Linked DNA regions of Sus scrofa: regions 1, 2, 3 and 4 are each linked to region 5. The links are chromatin contacts, called in public Hi-C and HiChIP or PLAC-seq maps. All regions are on one chromosome and are shown on one strand. Each heading gives the region's core, a stretch centred on a gene start, on an enhancer-like site or on the middle of the called end of the contact. The rest is flanking DNA. Distances are from core to core; before and after follow the strand shown.

What was found. Hi-C and Micro-C count contacts between places; a contact is called where the count stands out from the background. HiChIP or PLAC-seq counts read pairs in DNA pulled down with a chosen protein or histone mark.
Region 1: a contact with region 5 is called in a Hi-C map of liver, with 5 times the contacts expected there. The contact joins two enhancer-like sites. A contact is called at or near these places in 1 of 47 Hi-C or Micro-C datasets (liver) and 1 of 2 datasets of contacts at active chromatin or transcription factors (alveolar macrophages).
Region 2: an H3K27ac HiChIP or PLAC-seq map of alveolar macrophages shows a contact between it and region 5. The contact joins two enhancer-like sites. A contact is called at or near these places in 8 of 47 Hi-C or Micro-C datasets (embryonic fibroblasts, heart right ventricle, mesenchymal stem cells and 3 more) and 1 of 2 datasets of contacts at active chromatin or transcription factors (alveolar macrophages).
Region 3: a Hi-C map of liver shows a contact between it and region 5, with 4 times the contacts expected there. The contact joins the promoter of MGAT4A here to the enhancer-like site in region 5. A contact is called at or near these places in 1 of 5 promoter capture datasets (liver), 15 of 47 Hi-C or Micro-C datasets (embryonic fibroblasts, fetal heart ventricle, fetal skeletal muscle and 7 more) and 2 of 2 datasets of contacts at active chromatin or transcription factors (alveolar macrophages and skeletal muscle).
Region 4: an H3K27ac HiChIP or PLAC-seq map of alveolar macrophages shows a contact between it and region 5. The contact joins two enhancer-like sites. A contact is called at or near these places in 1 of 5 promoter capture datasets (liver), 14 of 47 Hi-C or Micro-C datasets (alveolar macrophages, embryonic fibroblasts, fetal heart ventricle and 8 more) and 1 of 2 datasets of contacts at active chromatin or transcription factors (alveolar macrophages).

What each region holds. Positions count from the first base shown.
Region 1 is chr3:55,582,930-55,585,685 of Sscrofa11.1, forward strand. The region is part of intron 1 of MGAT4A (mannosyl (alpha-1,3-)-glycoprotein beta-1,4-N-acetylglucosaminyltransferase, isozyme A); the gene reads left to right. Among named protein-coding and RNA genes, the nearest start is that of MGAT4A, 19 kb to the left of the region's middle. Within about 2 kb of position 1,507, at least 13 of the 83 cell types and tissues checked have an H3K27ac peak or open chromatin away from gene starts, as enhancers often do. A contact at or near this core is called in alveolar macrophages and liver, where this site is marked.
Region 2 is chr3:55,466,067-55,468,766 of Sscrofa11.1, forward strand. The region is part of intron 8 of KIAA1211L; the gene reads left to right. Among named protein-coding and RNA genes, the nearest start is that of MGAT4A, 98 kb to the right of the region's middle. Within about 2 kb of position 1,400, at least 21 of the 83 cell types and tissues checked have an H3K27ac peak or open chromatin away from gene starts, as enhancers often do. A contact at or near this core is called in alveolar macrophages, where this site is marked.
Region 3 is chr3:55,563,568-55,566,267 of Sscrofa11.1, forward strand. MGAT4A (mannosyl (alpha-1,3-)-glycoprotein beta-1,4-N-acetylglucosaminyltransferase, isozyme A) reads left to right here and starts at 1,366. Exons shown (of 15, transcript NM_001315622.1): 1 at 1,366-1,461. The coding sequence starts at 1,368.
Region 4 is chr3:55,547,381-55,550,116 of Sscrofa11.1, forward strand. The region is part of intron 2 of LOC110259978 (a long non-coding RNA gene); the gene reads left to right. Among named protein-coding and RNA genes, the nearest start is that of MGAT4A, 16 kb to the right of the region's middle. Within about 2 kb of position 1,326, at least 2 of the 83 cell types and tissues checked have an H3K27ac peak or open chromatin away from gene starts, as enhancers often do. A contact at or near this core is called in alveolar macrophages, where this site is marked.
Region 5 is chr3:55,868,236-55,870,935 of Sscrofa11.1, forward strand. No RefSeq gene overlaps it. Among named protein-coding and RNA genes, the nearest start is that of CNGA3, 67 kb to the right of the region's middle. Within about 2 kb of position 1,271, at least 7 of the 83 cell types and tissues checked have an H3K27ac peak or open chromatin away from gene starts, as enhancers often do. A contact at or near this core is called in alveolar macrophages and liver, where this site is marked.

The DNA.
Region 1 (2,756 bases), core at 257-2,756, 290 kb before region 5:
CCTGCTTGTGATGGGAAATGAAACCCTCAGTGATGAGAATTACTGTGAACCCATGTACCTGAGAGAGTGCGTGATGCAGGGCACTAAGGCAATACCTGCAACTGGCCCAGGGTTGCAGTTAATTCCTTAAGAAGGAAATAGAAGCAGCAAAGCGGAGGAGGAGGAGGAGAAAATCATTCCCTGGGTGGTAGCAAGCTTCTGATGAAGCAGTAATGAAAGACAGTTACCTTTTAGTGTGATTAAGATCTAGAAGGTTAATAAACCCTCTTCTCGAGGGAAATAAGCTTTGCCCTTTCTGACCTGATTAGACGAGAGAGGAACGATAACTTGGGTTTCCTTATCAGAAGACTAAGGTTAAAGATAAGGCAGAAATAGGACCCTGAAGGTGTCCCCTGTCACCTTCCTTAAGGAAAGTTTCTTCCTGCATGTGAACTGTGTGTACCTTCTGTGTTCTTCTGACACACTAACCAGAAATTAATACGCAAGTGATAGCAAGGAAATTGAACAATGCCTCCATCAGTCTTACTGCCTCAGCTGCTCAGTGATGAATTCCATCTTGAAGGAAATGTACTAACCCCAGGTATAGGAATTGGTGCTATGATTTGATTTGTAAGTAGCTTTCTTCATGTTGCTCCTTATTTCTCTTTTTGGATCAGTTAATTTATTCAACCTTCTAGTGGTTTTTGAGCATGTTCCAGGCTATGTTCCACTAGGCATCGGCAATAGAGTAGTCACTGAGGCAGGTGACATCCTTGCTGCCATGGAGCCTATTTCTAGAGATGCTAAGTGGTGGTGGTGGGAGGGGTTACACAAGAATAGCTGAGCAAGTGAACAGACGAGACGATTCAGATAGCAGTGCATACTGAGAGTAAAACATGCTGACCTGACAGTGACAGAGGTGTAAATGAAAGCTGTTGAGATACTGGGAGTCAGAGAAGCCTTCTCTGAGGACGTGACAGTTGAATGGAGGCTTCAATGATAAAGCCAGAGAAGCAGGGCAAAGAGGAGCCCCAGCAGTAGAAATAGTAAGTAAGTCAAGAATGAGCTTGGTGTGTTGAAAGAACACCAAGAGAAACATAGTGGGAGAGGGGGGTGTTGGGAACATGGTGGAGGGAGGGCATTGTGAGTTCTGCAGTGAGTGTGGGATGCTTAGACTGGAGAGAGAAGTGTCGGTGTTATTGGCATGTAGACAAAATTGGAAATCATGGGAATGGATGAGAACACTTAGAGGGTTGAACTGCCACACTCCATCACTGAGGTCAAGTAGAGGAAGAGAAACATTAGTGAAGCAGGAAGAGTCTGAGGGCAGTAGGATGCCCGGGAAATCCCTGGAGGAAAGTGTTCCCAGAAGGAGAACTGTGGGTCATGTGGAAGGTTGCATAAGATGAGGACAGACTGGTTTATGGATAGTTCTGAGTTCCTCTTCCTGACATCTCAGTGGTTTCCCGAACCCAGCTCTCTTCATTGTCTAAGTTATCACCGCCCCGAGTACTTAACATTAACCCAACACTGTCAGCTCTTTTTGCTCTTGCGAAAGTTCTCCCCTGACCCTCTCTTCTCCAGCCTTATCTGTTCCATGGGCTCTGGCTTCAATGACTCAGCCCGTCTCTGATTTCTGGCTGTCCCTTTGACCCTCATGGCACGTCCCTGCCAGTGTGTCAACTCACAACATGGTCTTAGAACTCAGTACTCAAGTAGCCTCAGCTTCCTCTCAGGGTCTCCAGGGATGTGGCATCTTGGTCCTTCTTCACCCCCCTCTTCTCATGCGCTCAGTTCCCCTGAGTTCTGCCATCATGACTTTTTCCTCTTTATTTCTTCTGGTACTCCTGTTAGTCAGAGTGGATCGTCTAGTACTGTTTTCTAGGTCCCTTACTTAAAGCACTCTTATTGTTGTATGTTTATATGTTGTGTGCTTTTATTATAATTTTTTTCTATTTCTGGCCACACCTGTGTGGCATATGGAAGTTTCCAGGCTAGGGGTTGAATCAGAGCTGCAGCTGTAGGCCTGCGCCCCAGCCACAGCAATGCAGGATCTGAGTTGCACCTGTGACCTACGTTGCAGCTCATGGCAACACCAGATCCTTAACTCACTGAGTGAGGCCAGGGATTGAACCCTCACTCTCATGGGCATTATGTCAGGTTCTTAATCCACCGAGCCACAATGGGAACTCCTTGTATGCTTTTAGGATAGGATTGCATGTCTTTTTTTTTTTTTTAATTGGTCTTTAAATACCTAATCTTATTTTTAAAATTTTTATTTATTTATGTATGTATTTTGGGCAGCCCACTGCAAATGGAGTTCCTGGGTTCAGAGCCAAGCCTCATTTGGGGCCTGTGCTGGATCCTTAATCCACTGTGCTGGGCCAAGGATGAATCTGCATCCCAGTGCTCCAGAGACATGGCTGATACTGTGGTGCCACAGAAGGAACTACTGCTTTTAAATTAAGTAAAATATCCTCATAGTTTAAAAAAATTTTCTTTTTTTTTTTTTTTTTTTTTTTTTGGCCATGCCCATGGCAAGTGGAAGTTCCTGGGCCAGTAACCCAACCTCAGTCACAGCAGTGATGATGCTGGATACATGACCTGCTGAGCTGCCAGGAAATTCCCTAAAAATTTTTGAGGACACTGAAAGATTATATTGAAAGAATAGTGTCTCTTTGTACATTCCTAATCTCCTGTCCCAGAAGGAGCTGTGTTCCATTCTTTTGACTTTTTCTCTCTCTTTTTTTTTGTTGGTATTTCCATATTTATAAATT
Region 2 (2,700 bases), core at 150-2,649, 400 kb before region 5:
TGGGTTAAGGATCTGGCATTGCTGTGAGCTATGGTGTAGGTTGCAGACACGGCTCAGATCTGGCGTTGCTGTGGCTCTGGCATAGGCCGGCAGCTGTGGCTCTGTCATAGGCCAGCAGCTGTAGCTCTGATTAGACCCAGCCTGGGAACCCCCTTATGCTGCAGGTGCAGCCCAAAACGAGAAGGAATCAATAACAGAAGGATGGAAAGTGAGCTGGAAGACAGAGTGTAGAAGTCACTGCCATGGAACAGAATGAAGAAAAAAGAATGAAAAGCAATGAAGGCAGTTTAAGAGACCTCTGGAACAATGCCCAAAGCACCAACATTGTCATGATAGGGGGTCCCAGGAGAAGAAGAGAGAGACAAAGGGCCTGAGAAAATATTTGAACAGATATTGCTGAAAACTTCTCTAACCTGGGAAAGGAGACAGTCAGCCAAGTCCAGGGAGGACAGAGTCCCAAACAGGATTAACCCAAAGAGGAACATGCCCAACCCTTAGTAATCAAATTGACAAAAATTAAAGAGAGAGGAAATAGTAAAAGCAAAAAGGGAAATGCAACAAATAACATAAAAGGAATCTGCATAAGGTTATCAGCGGGCATTTCAGCAGAAACCTCAGGCCAGAAGGGCGTGACACGATATATTTAAAGTGAGATGAAAGGGACAAGCCAAACTATTCTACTCAGCACAGTTCTCATTCAGATTTGACAGAGAAATCAAGGCTGCATTTGGCCAGATCCGTCAGTCCCACCAAAGCAGTGGAACACATGGGTGTTGGTTTGGAAGGCTGTGCCCTGTAGATGTGGCACGTCCATAAATGTTTACAACAACATTCTCCTCACACCAGTTGGTTCTCATCCCAACCCAGGCAGGGCAAAGGGAGGGAATAGTATTCCCTCTGTTCTGTCTGGAGCAGCACAATTAGATGGCCTGCCTAAGAGCATGTGGCTGCCAGAGCGGCCAACAAGCCCTGAGTCTCAGAGGCTGATCCCTCCTCCCCACACCAGCACTGCTCAGCAGCAGCATCCTCTGCCCAGAGATGATGTGGAAGCTTCCCAAAGACACTTGCTTTCTGGCTAGAGGAGGTAGATGAGCAGGTAGCTGTGATAGTGTCCCCATCTGGGTGGGGGGACCCCTGCTTCCGATTCCTGGGGAGGGGTCCTGCGGAGCAAAGCTTCTCTGAGGGCCTAGAGCAGGAGGTGACACGAGGGCAGAGGAGATGAATTAGACAAACCCATCCTTCTCTCCCAGCCAGAGAGCCCCGGCTTAGACAGGAGCCACTTTGTTCCCTACAGAGCCTCTGCTCAGCAGCGACATCCACCCTCCAGAGTGCACGCCTACACCACCTCCCCCGGTACCCCCTCAGAAGTGCAGGCAGCTCAAGCTGGATGAGCCCAAGCCAGGCCAGCTCCTCAGCTGTGTGCTGACTTACTGTGGGTGCCCATGGTGTTAAAACATGACTCATGCCCTAAGGGGGTTTCAACATCAAGGACTTCCTCTGGTTACAAAAAGCCAGTAACACTTTGTGAACCTGCAGCTTTCGAAAATTCTTCTGTAGATTTCACATCTTCCTCTGTTTCAGTGCAGAGGAACAGGATTGTGCTTCTTGGCACAAGCTAGCTTGGGTGTGATCACAAACATCTCAGGTACCTTGTGCCAGGTTAGCAAGCAGGTGCCAGCTGGAAAATGTTAAAATAACAACAACAAAAACTTATTGCAAACACTCCTCTGGGTGTTTCCAAAAAAAAAAAAAAAAAAAAAAAAAAAAAGAAGAAGAAAGGAGGGCAGTGCGCTTGCGCAGAAGCCTGGGTGACTCTCCTAAAGTTCAGTTTAAAGCTGGGAACGTTTGAAAAAGACCAGCCTCAGTGCCCTCAGTCTTGTTCACGTTTGCTTTTGAATGATCCATGATTACCTCTAGTTCCTTTCCTTCCTAAGAAGCAGGAACAGACCTTGTGGGTGGTAAGGAGGAAGTGGACTCAATCTAGATTCCAGAGACCTTTTGGAGGAAAAATGGCACAAGGCAGTGTATTATGGTCAAGCCAGTAGGACTTCAGGAGAGAAGGGAGAGCCCTGAGCTGCAGGGCACAGGCCAGGCTTCCCATAGGAATGGAACTGGAGGAAGCTCTGGGGATACAGGGGGAGTAGAGAGGGGACTGCTCAGCTGCCTTATTAGCTTAGCCTTGACCATGATGAGGACCTCTCTGAGGAAATAATAATCCTCTCCTCACTGGGACTAATCAGTGAGTAAGTGAAATAACCACATAGAGCAGAGAGCGTGGCAGACCCTGCTGACGTGGGTTCCCTTACTTTTGCTTTACGTTGTAGAGTAGTGTCCACTGGTTTTGTGGCTCCACCTTAAGAGCTTCAGGCAACATTCATTTTAGGGGCAGAGCAGCCTCTGTTCTGCGGGAAGCTGTTATGGGGAGGCAAGACTCCAAACAGACCAATAAGGGAGGATTAAGAAAGACACCTGGGAGTTCCCTTCATGGTGCAGTGGAGACGAATCCAAATAGTATCCATGAGGATTCGGGTTCAATCCCTGGCCTTGGGGATCAGTGGATTGGGGATCTGGCTTTGCTGTGAGCTGTGGTGTAGGTCGCAGATGCAGCTCAAATCCTGCATTGCTGTGGCTGTGGCGTTGGCCAGCACCTGTAGCTCTGATTCGACCCCTAGCCTGGGAACTTCCATATGCCACAAGTGT
Region 3 (2,700 bases), core at 116-2,615, 300 kb before region 5:
TGTTTGGTTTGGTTTGTTAATACAGTTCACATTTATTGAGAACCTGTTATGTGCTGGGTGACTGTGTTTAAGTACTGCTAAGAACTTGGTTTCATTCCGTTTTCTGAACAGCTTTGCTGGCTGGGAGGTGATCTCCAGATTTCCTGAGTTAAATCAATGTTAAGTGATATATCCTGGCTTCTAGTGTTGCATTGTTGCATTTTCTAAATGCCTAAATAGTCCCAGTTTACACCCGGGGTGGTGGTGGTGGTAGGGTTAATCATTGGGAAAACTACATCTATTTTATGATGATGACCAATAGGCATCATAACTGTAACTTTTTTTTTTTTGCTTTTTAGGACCGCACCCACTGCATATGGAGGTTCCCAGGCTAGGGGTCGAATCGGAGATACAGCTGCCAGTGTACACCACAACCACAGCAATGCGGGATCTGAGCCTCATCTGTGACCTACATTCCAGCTCAGCAATGCCGGATCCTTAACCTACTGAGCAAGGCCAGGGATCGAGGCCCGTACCGTCATGGTTCTTAATTGGATTTGTTTCCTCTGCTCCACTACGGGAACTCCATAACCATAACCTTTTTATTCATTATGAGAACCAGAGGAGCCAGCACGGGTAATGATGTCATTCCGGGGGCGGGGGGGGTGAAACCACAAGGCTGAGATAAGTGACATGCCCGAAGTCACATAGGTAATGATGGAGCTGCGTCTAGGATCTAGGGCTTTTGACCCTTGAAAATTGTAGTCTGTCAGTTTTCTTGAACAATTTGAAAATATTAACTATTTACTTATTGTGCAGTAAAAGGATTGAGGAAAGTGAAGATGATGTCACAAGGGATCCACTGAGTGATCTTTATAGAGTTCTCAGCTTGGAATCTGTGGCTTATTATTTAATGAGCCTCAGCACTTCCCCCTTTGCATAAATAACGAGACCTTTATCTCCACAGATCAGACCAAGCCAAGGAGAGTGTATAGTTGGAAGCTTTTTGCTCTGGAGGAAAACAACCATATCATTCTCATATATTAAATGAGTCCGTTTCGCCCAGCCAAAAATCTGTTTATTACAGTGACTCATAAATAAAGAAACCAATATTTTGCATCAAGCAAGTTTTTCTTTCTCTCTTCCCCCTGAATAGGAAGAAAGAAGCCTGAGACATCCACCTATGAAGACTGTACGACAATCCTGACTAGTAATTGTGGATGGTGTGGCTGCCAGACTTAATTCTGCCCAGCATCTGAAATGAAGCTCTCCTATTGATGGTTTTGATTGGTCTAGAGCCAGGAGAGCTGGATTTAGTTGACTTCAAGATAAAAAGAAACAGTCTTGGTTATCATCATAAACATTTGAACCAGTGATGGTGAAATGAGATGAGGCTCCGAAATGGAACTGTAGCCACTGTTTTAGCATTTATCACTTCGTTCCTTACTTTATCTTGGTATACCACGTGGCAAAATGGGAAAGGTAAGGAAAATATCTCCAAAAATGTGCCTGGAATGTCCTAGGTTTTTTGCTTTGTCAAGTGTGCACCAGTGCTTAAGTTAAATGCCCCTGCAGTCTGCATGTTGCATGCTATCTGCTGGCAGCCTGCCAGTTTCTTTCTGACACAAAAATGAAACAGTATTCTTGGACAGAGGAGGCAGACTTTCTGATTTGAATGGGCTTTGTTTTGTTGTGGATTTTTTGTAATTGCACTCAGAGAAACATGCTCATCAGTGGTTTATATTATAAGCGGCAGCCAAGTTGAATAATAAAGACTTTTGTTTGGGCATTTTATTTCTTATTATTAAACATCATAAATGTTTAATAAGCTTCCTTGCACCGGATGTTGTACAAAACACTTAAAAGGACACAATCAGTGCCTTCAAGAAATTTACATGCTGATTATACTAATGATTAGGTGCTGTGTAGTTAATGATTTAAACCGCATGTGTTGACAGATTGCTCTTTAGGCAAAGGTATTTATGAAGTGGGTGAGATGGAATTTGGATTTGAAAAATTTTTTTAATTTAAATTAATTTTGTTTAGACTATTAAACTGTTTTTTTTAAAGGAATGTTATTTGTTTAGTGATTGGAACCACATTCAAGAACAATGCAGTTGGCTTTTTTGAAGAGAAAATATTTGCAGTAAATTCCTACCCTTCCTTTTTATGTCTCCTTTCCTTATGTTAATTTAAGGAACATTGTTGGCAGGAAGAATGGAGGTTTATATTTGGTATTTTAGAGTTCTTGTCACCTGGTTATTTGAAGGCGCTATTGCTGGCCTTATTTTATTGACTTGTATGAAGGTAACAAATGATGTATTTATAACAGTTTTTTTCTTTGTGTGTGTGTGTAATATAATCTGATATTGGTAGAAAAACATGCTCTGTGTTTTGAGCAAATACTGTATTCTTTTTCTCTTTTCTCTGAGTCGGGCTCTAATTTTGGAAGGAACTCTTTGGGGAAGAATGAATGAAAAACCTGTTAAAGACTTTCCTTCTTCGCAGACAAATATATACATCTTAGATTTTTTAATTGTTCCAAAAGGGGACAACTTATTTAAGAAGAATTTTGAGTAGTTAATCAAACTATTACTTGTCAGAGTTCCGTGGTAGTGCAATGAATTATGGATCTGGCACTGTCACTGCTGTGGTTCAGGTCGCTGCTGTGGCGCAGGTTCAATCCCTGGCCCAGCTGGGGAACTTCTGCATGCTGTGAGT
Region 4 (2,736 bases), core at 76-2,575, 320 kb before region 5:
TTTCCATTCATCTGTTGATGGACATTTAGGTGATCTCCACATCTTGGATATTGTAAATTGTGCTGCTATGAACATTGGGGCACATGTATCTTTTCATCAATTATTTTAAAAACATTCTTTAGTGGCACAACATTGTAAACCAACTATACTCAAATAAATTAAAAAATAAAAATAAGTAATAAAACATCCTTTAAGCATTCATGTACCAGGCCTCACTTATGCTTTGGTCTGGGCGCAGAGAGTGTGTGACCTGGAGGTAGGGGGCGGGGGTAGGGGAAAAAGAAAGAGAATGAGTCAGGCCCAATGACTGGAAGGAATATGCAGACCCAGGAAAAGGCCGGAAGCGGGCTGCAGCCTGTGGACAGGTCAGCACCACTCACCCTCACCTTGAGCTGGGTTCCTGTGTACAGCCTTGCCCCGCTGCTTCCTCCTCTCTCAGGATACACCCCTCCTCTGTCCCCCTCACTCTAGCCCCCTTGGGTGCAGTGGAAAGACTCAGAATATTGAGTTTCAGTCTTAGGTGGCCCTTCGCCAGGTATATGATCTTGGCCAAGATGCTCTACTGCTCTGAATGATCATTCTTTTATGTGCAAGGAAGTACCTGGCCAGAGGGGCTTTAGGATTCCTCCTAGCTTCAGGGGTCCCCACTTCTGGGCTTGTGATGTTGGCAGATTTCCCAGCTCACCTCCATAACTCTTTGCCCTGGAGCAAGTGATGTTGAACTTAGCCCATGTCACTCTAACATGAGCCAGTCTAAACATAAAAGGAATGTTTGAAAGCTTTCTACAATTATATTTGGTTTCTGCAAAATCCCTAAGACTCTGTAAGACCATTGCCGTGGTTGGGGGAGGTCAGCATCACGGTCAAGGGTACAGACACCTGCAGGTCTCCTGGGCCATGTTCTAGCCTAGCCACTTTCTAGTTTTGGGAATTTAGGCAAGTTATTGAATGTCTCTTGCCTTGGTTTCCTGCTGTGTAAACAGGCAAAATGAGAGTCCCAAACTTTTAGTGTCATTGTGAAGATTAAATTAATTAATATGTGTACATTTCTTCATGTGATGCTTGGAAGAGTGAGAATGTTCTGGGAATGCTAGCTCTATTTACTCTTATTTCATTCTTATTTGCAATTATAGAAAAATAGCAGAGGCATAGGAATGGCTCAGAATACTAAGCTGTCAAGTCCAAAAGGAGACTCTCAGTAGAATGGAGCTTGTGATGGGGGCGATGACCATTTATCATTAGATCCCCTTTCTCTTGCTCTTCAAATGTGTCTGATCTTAGAAACAAAGCAAAATGACTCCACTCTATTCCTACAAAGCAAGCCCAAGCTGCCTTCACTTCCTTGCCACCCACTCATCCTGGCAAATGGCCATGGAGCCTTTGCTGACCTACTCTGAAATGTCCCTTGTGAAGGTGGCCAGTGAACTCGTTGATAAACCCAATGGTTCCTTCTCAGCCCTCATCTGTCCCCATCTTGCTGGCATCACCTACTCTTTCTGTTAAATTCTCATGTTCATGCCTGGCTCCTGCCAAAGGGCGACACGCCTGCATCTCTTAACAGCTCTGACTCAGGAGGGCCAACGTGGACGTCACCTGCCATCTGACCTTCTCCTTCCCTGTGATCTCTGCCTTGGTTTGGAAAGCTGCCTTTGGCCCCATCACTGGCCTCACAATCTCAAGGCCACTTTTGCCCTCTTCTCAGCTGGCCCTATAGCAGCTCTCCATTAGGATGGATTAACTCTTGCCTGGAATACACACACCCACACACCCACAACCTGCTGCCACCCACTGTGCTGCCTACCACCAGGAGGACCTCCTGACCCTACCCTCTAACCAGTCACTCTCCAGAACTTCCAATGACTTCATATCATCTACTGAGTCAAATCCAAACTCCTACGCCAGCACCAAATCCCCCAACATCCTCCCCTGCAAAAAACACTGACTCCAAACCCCAATCCTTCTTGGCAACCTCATTTCTTGCTCTATTCCCGCCCTTACCTCTCACCCAAAACAAACTGAAGACCTGAGTTCAATTGTGTGTTCCAGAATACCATAAGCCCTCAGCAAACATTTGATGAACAGGAAATAAATATTATATGTTGTCAGATGGCAACTATAGCAAAGGCTGAAGTTCATGAGGAAGAAGCTTCCTAAATATTTGTTCTTCTCTGCAGAGGCCAAGATGATGACTTTTCCCTTAGTGCTAGGAAGAAGAAGAAATTGGCACATCATTCATGGCAAGTTTGAAGCTTTCACTTGAGAAGAACAGTTATTTCAGGTTGCTGGGGAGGAGGAACTTTCACAATTACAATAATATTTGACTGTAAAATGGAATGCCCCTTTATAGGAGGGCAATTGGAACAGTAAATTATAAGGACCATTAGATGATTGAAAGCAACTTAAAAAAAAAAAAACTCTTATCTGATTTTTCTAATAAAGACTCAGTTCTCATTTGAGGCAAGTTCTTTTGGGCACTTTTCCAGTACAATTCCAATTTATTTTTCCATTAACTAGGAGTAGTTCTTATACTTTTTCATTATAAGCCCATGGTGCCACATCCTAGTAGAAATTTCAGAGTCCCACTCCTCAATATTTCTTTATTTCATTTTGTTGTTGTTATTGTTGTTGTTTAGGGCCACACCCATGGCATATGGAATATCCCAGGCCAGGGGTCAAATTGTAGCTGCAGCTGCCAGTCTACACCACAGCCATAGCAACTCATGATCCTAACAGTGT
Region 5 (2,700 bases), core at 21-2,520:
ACCAGGTTTACATCTGATTACAGTCCAAAAATCAGGTCAAGGTCTAGGTCTGAGTTCTGGCTTCAAGTCCAGGTTTAAGATTCAGGTGCAAGGTCTAAAGTTTACTTCCAATGTTCAAGTTCAGGGTTTGGTTCAAGGCCCATGACTATTTTTGAGGTCTGACACTCATATCTAAGGTTGAGGTACCAAAGTGTAGGTCAGATTTGAGAGGTTGAGGGGAGACTAGCCAAGATGGCAGAGTAGAAAAATCCTGAGCTCATTTCCTCTCAGGAGCTCACTAAAATCACAACTATTTGCACTGATGAAAAAGACTAAAACCTATCAGAAATGATCTTTTACAACTAAAGACATAGGAAGGAAGCACAACTAGACAGGAGAGGTGGACTCGAGATATAATCAAACCCTATACTCGTGGGCAACCCACACACTGGAAAATAATTATATTGCAGAGGTTCTCCCACAGGAGTGAGAGTTCTGAGCCCCAACTAAGGCTCCCTAGCCTGGGCGTCCTGAACCAGGAAGAGGAGTCCCCAGAGCATTTAGCTTTGAAAGCCAGCAGGGCTTAATTTCAGGAGCCCTAAAGGACTGGACAGAATAGAGACTTCACTCTTTCTTTCTCTCCTTCCTTCTTTCTTGGCCACACCTTCAGCATATGGAAGTTCCTGGGCTAGGGATCGAATCGGAGCTGCAGCTGAGTCCCATACCACAGCCACGGCAACACCAGAGCTGAGCCACATCTGTGCCCTATGCCGAAGCTTGGGGCAATGTGAGATCCTTAAAGCACCAAGGGACGTCAGGGACGGAACAAATCCGCATCCTTACATCCTTAACCTGCAGAACCACAAGGGCTCTGAACTCCGAGACTTCAGTCTTAAAAGCTGCATACAAAACCTCTCACCTACGCCAGGACCCAGGGCAAAAGCAGTATTTGATAGGAGCCTGAGCCAGACCTACTTGCTGGTCTTGGAGAGTCTCCTGGAGAGGAGGGGTGAGTCGTTCAGCTGTGGCTTACCTGGGCGACATAGACACTGGCAGCAATGCTTGGGAGCATTCAACCAGGTGAACACGCCTGGTAGCTGCCATCTTGGCTAGTTGACCTCAGGGCCTGGCGCCACCCAACCATCTCATTCAACCGCCTATAGGTGCCAGTGTTGGGAAGCCTCAAGCATAGTCCCACCCACTAACAGACTGGCCGCCTAAAGACTTTCCCAGCCCACAGCTGCCTCTAGACACGCCCCTAGAAACGGCCCTGCCTACCAGAGGGCCCAGACCCAGCTCCACCCACTAGTGGGTGGCACCAGTCCCTCCCTTCAGAAAGCCTGCTCTGGCCTCTGCACCAACCTCACCCACCTGGGGCAGACACCAGACGCCAGAAACCCACAATCTAGGCTCCAAAAGCCACTTGCTTTTCTTTGCAGAGAAGAGGCTGCAGAGCTGAGAAGCCCTCCGGAGTGCTCCTTCTGTTTTTTCAGATTCCCTGTCTTGCACCAGAGCCCTCTGCAAACCATCTGTGCCCCAGCGGCGCTATGCAAACCCCATGAGTCTGGCAATTACATGGCATTTTAAAAAACTTTTCTGGAGGGCTCTGGGAGTGTTGCTGGGCTTCAGGAGTGGTTCTCAGAGGCTTCCCCCGCTCGATGGTGTTTGTGTGCAGTTGAGCAAGAGGCAACATCCAGCGGGGTGGGGAGTGAGAGTGGGGGTGGGTGGACAAGTGTTGCTCAAGTTGCTCGCGCGTGATCTTGGAAGGCAGGCTGGACCCGGGGTGCAAAGTGGAATGCTCCTGTTTAAGACCAAGATGGCAGGATATTTCTCGTTTTAAATAGAAAGGAGAGGGGTGCCCCTGCACTCTTGTAATAACTGCAGGCTACAAGGGTGTCCATAGATTCTGGTATTTAGGGTATTTTCTTTTGTGTATTAAAACAATGCTGCACTAAACATTTGTGCAAGTCTCTGGGTACACAAATGTGGAAGCTATCCTATAATATGGAGCCAGAAGTAGGGTTGCTAGGCAACAGGGATGAGTTATCAACTTTTCTAGACAGAGTCACACCCTGAACTTCAGAGAAGCATTTTTCTTCCCCCTTTTACTCATCATGAATTGCAATTCTCCTCTTCCTCAGGGTCTCCAGACCCAGAGAAGGAAGCTGCCTTGGCTTCTATTTGATAGAAACATGGCAGGAGAGTCTGAGAGGAACACGTTTGCCTGATGAAGTTACAAGAGATTCCTGGCCCTGCTTAATGTTGGGAGTTGGTAGCCTCAGATGTCTGAGGGCCAGGGCTTCAGGGGGATGGAGCAGGTCTCTCCCATATTGAATCAGTTGAGTTAAATATTTTCAGATGATCTTTATACTGGTTACTGCCAAGATATCTTTTGTTTAGCCCTGCTGGTTCCTTGAGGTCTGGCTACTTTGGGGCTTTCTAAGCTTGAGGCACTGGAAGCTTCGCTAGCTTGGGTTCCCCAGAGCCAAAGCTCCAGCCTGCTCCTCTGAGGTCCTATCACCTCTCCCTGCCCCCCAACAGTTCCGCCAGGGAACCTGCATCAGTCATAACTTGAGTGGTGCCCACCAACGTTTTCTTCCTTTCTTCTCAGAGACTGAGACACACACACACACACACACCACACACACACACACACACCCTGACTCCTTGAGCTTATAGTCCCACCAAAAGCACAAAGGATGAGCTGTCGCCCAGCATGGA